Linked DNA regions of Gossypium hirsutum: region 2 is linked to region 1. A link is a contact called in public Hi-C data. All regions are on one chromosome and are shown on one strand. Each heading gives the region's core, a stretch centred on a gene start, on an enhancer-like site or on the middle of the called end of the contact. The rest is flanking DNA. Distances are from core to core; before and after follow the strand shown. Region 1 holds the start of LOC107893816 (importin subunit alpha-4). Region 2 holds the start of LOC107893893 (lon protease homolog 1, mitochondrial).

Region 1 (3,516 bases), core at 199-2,698:
CTTATGTTCTCACTCACGCTAAGCTTAGAGATCATTGGTTGTTTGACTCAATTTGAATTTGTATGAGTATGATAGAAGTTTTTGTATTCGAAATTAGATTATATTCTATTTCATTTGCTTAAAAAAATTAAGTAAAATAATCCTCGTACATCAGATTAAAGAGTAAATTAATTTTTTCTATTAAAATTTCATTTATTTATATTGTTAAGAACTTGTATTGTTGACAGAATAACTGAATAGTAACATATAACGTGTTATATATATCTCATGTCAGCATATAGAGACAAATTTTTAGTAATATAAATGGATAAATTTTTTAATAAAAATATCAATTTATTCTTTAATTTAATGTATTGGACAAATTTATCTATTTTTTTAATAAAAAATAAAGAGTACATAGAAAATTTTCCACATAACTTCCAGGCATGTTGTAATTAGTGGTACAGAAATTATTAAATTAGGGTTGGTGGGCGTGAAATTGTGAAGGTAAACATTAAACTTTGAAGCTTTTACGTACTCCATTTATTTTGGGCCGTCTTTCATAATTATGAACCCTAAACCTGGAGGTGTTTTTTTTGTCATTTGGGCTAAATATATAGTATATTATTTTCCTTTGAAAAGAAAGTGAAAATATACTATAGCTCCTTATACTCTTAACAAATTTAGAATTTAATCTATATATTTTTATTCTCAAAAAATTAGTTTTTTTACTTTTTATAATTTAAAGTTCATGTCCAATTGTTAACCCTCTTAATTTTTTTTGTTAAATTAGCTGGTGTAATATTTTAAAATAAAAAAAGCACTCACTTGATAACAATTTGACTTAAAAAATGACGCTATAATGAGCTTAAATTTAACAAAATAATTTTAAAAGTATTAATAGTTAGACTTAAATTTAAAATCTAAAAAATTAGAGGGACTAAATTTCTATAAATACAAGTATAGGGATTAAATTCTAAATTTAAGAAGGTTACATCGACTTATGGAATATTTTAACTTAAAAAGAATGGTCCATATCACTCCATAACAATTTTTTAAAGGTTAAAATATGCTATAAGTCCTTATATTATTCAACAATTTAAAATTTAGTTCATATACTTTTATTTTCAAGAATTTAGTACTCTACTTTTCAGATTTCAAAATTTAAGTCTAACTATTAACCTTGTTAATTTTTTTTGTTGAATTCATATTTATTACAATGTTACTTTTTTTTAATTACATAGTAGTTAAATGAATTTTTTTTTATTTCAAAATGTCACACCAAAAAATTTAATAAAATAAATAATAGCGTTAACAATTGGACCTGAATTTCGAAATATGAAAACTAGAGAGACTAAATTCATGGAAATAAAAGTATAAAAACTAAATTATAATATTTTAAAAAGTACAGGGACTTATAAAAATTTTAACCTTTTTAAAGTTAGTATTTTGTTGGTCGACTCAGCTCAGTGAGTCGCTGAGTTTGTCAAAATGTAGTTAAGAGTATTAGAGCATAAAATGTAGTATATATAAAAAGGGAAAAGTAGCAATCGATTTTCTACTTCACATTCTGTGTCTACCCTCTGTACCTTCACCCACGAATCGATCCCCTTTTCATTTATTCTACAAACACATCAAGACAGGGATTCAGAAAAGAAGAGAATGTCGCTTCGACCAGGTAGCCGAACTGAGGTGCGGAAGAAGAGTTACAAGACGGGGGTGGACGCGGACGAAGCCAGGCGGAGGAGAGAGGACAATTTGGTTGAGATCAGGAAGAACAAGCGCGAAGACAATCTCCTTAAAAAGCGTAGAGAAGGCCTTCTTCTTCAGTCTCAGCAGCCTTTGCTTGATGCTGTCCAAAATGCTGCCGCTATTGAGAAAAGGGTACCCTTTTTCTTTTTCTTTTGGGTGTTTCGATTGATGGGTTTGGATTGGATTGGATTTGTTTATGGGAATTTTGGGATCTTGATGCTACTGAGTTGTTGCTTGTTACTTAGCTTTTGTTATCATTGCTGTTATTATTCGATTGCAATTGTTTATTCTTACGATCGGAAAGGAAGGATATTCCATTATTAACTTATGTTAGAAAAATGAAGAAGATTTCAGCAAGATTTGGGTTCTTAAGTCAATGGAGATCTTTAAACTCACTTGATTTGTTTTTCTTCCTTCCTAATATTTTTCTGTGGTACAAGTATTTTGATAAAGGAAGGGGCTTTTTTATTTAAAATAAACCAAAAAAAAACTTCTTTTATGTCTGCTGCAAAATTTCCCTCTTGTTTCAAGTATTTGAGATTTAGTCTTTTGAGTGAAGGGTTTGATGAAATACATGTTTGTTTTAATTGACAGAAAAGGGAAAAGTGGAGGTTTAGGGTTGTTTATTTAGGATTACAATATTCTAATTTTCTATGATCTATTAGCTTTTCTATGGCAGGAGTGTTTTGTTCCAATAACCGTTTGCTGATTGGTTTTGTTGGTTGATAAAATGAATGTGGTTGAGGGGAAATTTTAGTGTTTTCATGAGGCAGAGTTGAGATTTGGTAAAGGTTAAATGTGTTTTAACATACTGTTCTTGAGTTAGGTTATCTAACCATCGGGTCTGCCCGAATGTAGAGGAAGTGTGGGAGAGGATTTTGTTACGGTTTTGATCCTCCCAGTTTAGGCTTTTCATTATTTGGATCCTGAACGTATTACTTGTGGTGATATCTAACAGTTGGAAAGTATCCCTTTGATGGTACAAGGGGTGTGGTCGGAAGATCCTGCCTCACAATTAGAAGCCACAACTCAGTTTAGGAAGCTGTTATCTATAGGTAATTTCCATTTTCTAATTCATATTCTTAACAGATCTTTTATTAAGTAATATGTCCATCTACGTTGTTGACTTTCTTCTGCTTTACTTGTAGAGCGCAGTCCTCCAATTGATGAAGTAATCAAAGCTGGAGTTGTCCCTCGATTTGTGGAGTTTCTTGGAAGACAAGATGTACCTCAATTGCAAGTATGATGTCTTGTGTGTCTTTTGTTTAAATTGAAATAATTTGTATACGAGATCTTATCATTACTGAGACTACTTCCCTTTGATTTTAGTTTGAGGCTGCCTGGGCTTTGACCAATGTTGCCTCTGGTACATCTGAGCACACACGGGTTGTTATTGAACATGGTGCTGTTCCAATGTTTGTTCAGCTGCTTAGCTCTGCTAGTGATGATGTTCGCGAGCAGGTCCATTTTTTTTTCAATAACTCATTTTTATCTGCTGTACCTGTTAGAATAACAAAAATCTCATACATCCCAAGTAACTTATATCGTTAATGTTTTAGTTTTAACTATTACATTTTCTGCATGTGCTTTACCTGCCAGAGCAGTATATTTTACCTTTGATCTATGTGCACATGTTCTGATAGTCATTTTTAGCTCCAGCAACTGATGTGTTTCCTATCCTCGTTTCCTATACATTCTGTTTAGGCTGTATGGGCTTTGGGTAATGTTGCTGGAGATTCACCAAGTTGTAGAGATCTAGTTCTTGGTAATGGTGCACTTATGCCA
Region 2 (3,391 bases), core at 679-3,178, 180 kb before region 1:
AGGATTGTTCCCACACACCATTTCTGTAATTCGAAGCCGCCTGTGACCAATAAGGATAACCTGGTCTCCTTGGATGCTTGAGATCTGAAAAGATTACATTATAAATATATGCATCAAGGGACATGTTTTGTGGTTGTATACATCTCTAAATGGCATTAAATTTATAGCACTTAACACCAAACAAGATATAGAAGGACCTTATTTTACTTAAAAGAATAGCAAAAAAAAAAAAAATTACATACCTGGGCAAGGGTGCCAACTTCATGGAGTCGATTAAACAACTCCTTTCCCTTAATATCATATACACTTTTCTCTGTTTCAGAACTAGTGCTAGACTCAGTCCCTGGTTCATCTTTAAGAAGGAAAGCACCAGCATATGGAGCTTGCCTCTTTCGGCTTTCTTGCAAAGCTGCTAACAGCTTAGGATCCTGCACAAGAAAGCATCATGCTAAGCAAATCCATTGAATGCAACTCCTAGCTAATGGTGCAAGCTACAAACTCAACAGGATATTATCACCAAAGTTAAGTAGAAGAATACAGAGCACCAAGTGGAGATTTCCTGAGTTATAAAACAACAATTTTGCTCTAAAAAATCTAATATATGAAACACTCCACTTCAAGGTTCATCCTCTTAACTCCACAATGCCATAGATACATGTTGATCACGATAAGATCTACAATAAAATTCATAAGAAATGATCCAACTAGAGTTTGAATTTGATTAATATCATTGAACACTTTATACGAGCATATAACCGATTTATGTTGTATGTTTGCAAGCTATAAACTGTAATACCATAAGAGAACATAGAGTTCAACAATGTAGCTCATACTACATACTTCATAAATTATCACTGCCCTAAGGAAAAAACGTATGGGAAAATTTCATAGTCCATGTAAGTGGACAGCATGTCATACCTTGACATAAATAGGCATATAGAATCCAGGGAAAAGGGGTCTATGAGGTAAAGGTAACGCCAAAACCTGCAACAAATAACATAAACAATTCAATAAACAAACGTGGTAAAGAACAAATACCGAGCTTTGTTTGGAAATGCAGTTCATAATTTCAAGACATACCCTTGAAGTAAAAAACTTTACAATTTGTTTGACTATGTTCAAGGGAGAATAAAGCAGTACAAAACATGGATTTCTAAATTCACTAATTTCCACTCATTTCATCAAATCCGATCAATGTCACAATACTAAACTTTTTTTTATTCAAGTCCAACAAAAATTGACACCATAAATGTTATGAAAAGAGCCCATTTTACCTGAACAGTAGCCTGGAAGAGCAAAAACCAATGAACATTCAGAAAAATTCATAATTTTTAACAGCAACAAATTTTAGAAGAGGTTTTAGGGAAAAAAAAACTTTTTTCTTGAAACTGTGCTACTAAACAAACTCCGACCGAAAAAAGATTCATAATTTCCGAAACCAACCGTCAAATAATCTTCTGGCTTGGGGTAAGTAGACACAATCGCGGACGACGCTTTCGAGTCAGACCCGGACTGTGACTCAGCTCCCTTTTCGTCGACCTCGACCGCCGGTTGGGACCCAGAACCCGACCCAGACCCATTGCTGGAATCAGAACAGAAGCAAGCCCTGAAGAACGAATTCTTAGGGCTCCTCTGAGTCAACCCGGTAAGTCGACCCAATGCATAGAACACAGAATTGGGCTCCTGCTTGATTCGGAGGCTCGGTGTCGGTGTTGTGAGGCAGTGGACACGAGAAGAAGTGGAAGACAGGAGTTTCAGCATTGGAAGGGATTTAGAAGCAGTCGAGGGGTAGAAAAGGAATCTTATGAGGAAGCGGTTGGTTAAAATGGCAGCAAGAGAGAGTCCATTGGAGGAGAAGATTCAAGCGGAAAATGGGGGTTATTAGGCAGTATGGAGGTGGAGTTAAAACCCTTCATAAACCCTTGGATTTTGTTGACTTTACCCTTTTGCCCTTTTCTTTGGGACCAAGTACCAATATGTCTAGACTCCTAGAAAGTACTACTGGGCTTAAGGATGAGAAAAGAAAAGTAATGAAAAATTATACAATAAATAAATAAATAAAACACAATAAATTATAAAGTGAAAACAAAAAGCGGTAACTCATTTCATTTATAGTTACATGAAGCAACTCTTGTTCTACATCTACCATGATAGTCTAAACATGAGGTATCAATTCAAAATTTTTTTATTGTACTGATTCTAATTTTTCATAGAAACTATAGAAGACATAAAATAAACACTCAAGCACTACTAGAAATTGAGTCGAGAATGTTTCACTCTGCACGAGAGAGAACAAAAATCTCAAATAACATCTTACTGTTACTTTAAGCCCTATCTGTTGCATGCCGTACCCATCCTTGTACATGGGAAATTTAGACTCGGCAACATTTTCCCTTGAAACAAGCATATCCTCATGGAACTCATTATCGAAGCAACACTGGAAGAGCCTTAATAATCATCTCCAAAAAGATTACCCTGTCATACTTTTGCAACAACTGCTTAATTCTAAGGATAACCTAGACCTCACTCTAAGATATTTTAAAGAAACCATTTTTTTTCTTTCCTTTTCTTAGGTTGCTAACTTGATTGTTACAGTAAAAGTACCATGAGAACTTTGTACCGAGAGTCAGATTGTATTTACTCTTTCTACTAACAATAGGTGAATCAATCATTATATATTAGATTAAAGAACAAATTAATTTTTTCTGTTAAAAAATTATCCATCTGTACTATTAAAAACTAATTTAGCTAATGAAATAACTAGATAGTAACATGTGACATGCCACGTATACTTTATGTTAACATACAACAACCAATTTTTAATAATAAAAATGGATGAAACTTTTAACATAATGAATAGTTTGCTTTTTAATCAACATATAAGAACTAATTTAGTTATTTTTAATAAATGGAACAAAATACAATCCGACTTTTTATATAAGGTCTCAATGGTTACTTTATATATTTTTATTGATATCTTATAGTTACCTTATATGGTAAGAGAGTAAAGATTTCAACCTCTCCCATTTATTGGAACTTGGTTATAATCTGTTTGATGATGTTATAAGTAAGGGCATTGATCCCACTGTTATAACCTAGACAACTGTTTAATTTCTGATTAAGAAAGGTAAGAAGGCCGGGGATTATGTTGTGACATGCAATGTCTTGGTAAAGAGATTATGTAAGAAAGGCAAACTAGGAGACTGCAAATGGACTTATTAATGAGATGTTAGAGAAGGGTTTGATCCCTCGGAATTCTTTTATTGCCAATGGCGACCACAATGAGATTTAAGGGTTGCTTTTATGGGCTTAACGGGCAAAACACAGGCCCAAATACAAGGAAAAAGGAATCTGTCCATGGGTCAGGTACATAAAAGGGTTTATTGGCATT

The links. Hi-C and Micro-C count contacts between places; a contact is called where the count stands out from the background.
Region 2: a contact with region 1 is called in a Hi-C map of leaf, with 2.0 times the contacts expected there. The contact joins the promoter of LOC107893893 here to the promoter of LOC107893816 in region 1. A contact is called at or near these places in 2 of 34 Hi-C or Micro-C datasets (callus and leaf).

Annotation. Positions count from the first base shown.
Region 1 is chrA08:121,848,317-121,851,832 of Gossypium_hirsutum_v2.1, reverse strand. LOC107893816 (importin subunit alpha-4) reads left to right here and starts at 1,448. Exons shown (of 10, transcript XM_016818906.2): 1 at 1,448-1,863; 2 at 2,690-2,786; 3 at 2,880-2,971; 4 at 3,061-3,192; 5 at 3,436-3,516. The coding sequence starts at 1,642.
Region 2 is chrA08:122,033,026-122,036,416 of Gossypium_hirsutum_v2.1, reverse strand. LOC107893893 (lon protease homolog 1, mitochondrial) reads right to left here and starts at 1,928. Exons shown (of 21, transcript XM_041075098.1): 1 at 1,444-1,928; 2 at 919-984; 3 at 243-428; 4 at 19-84. The coding sequence starts at 1,761.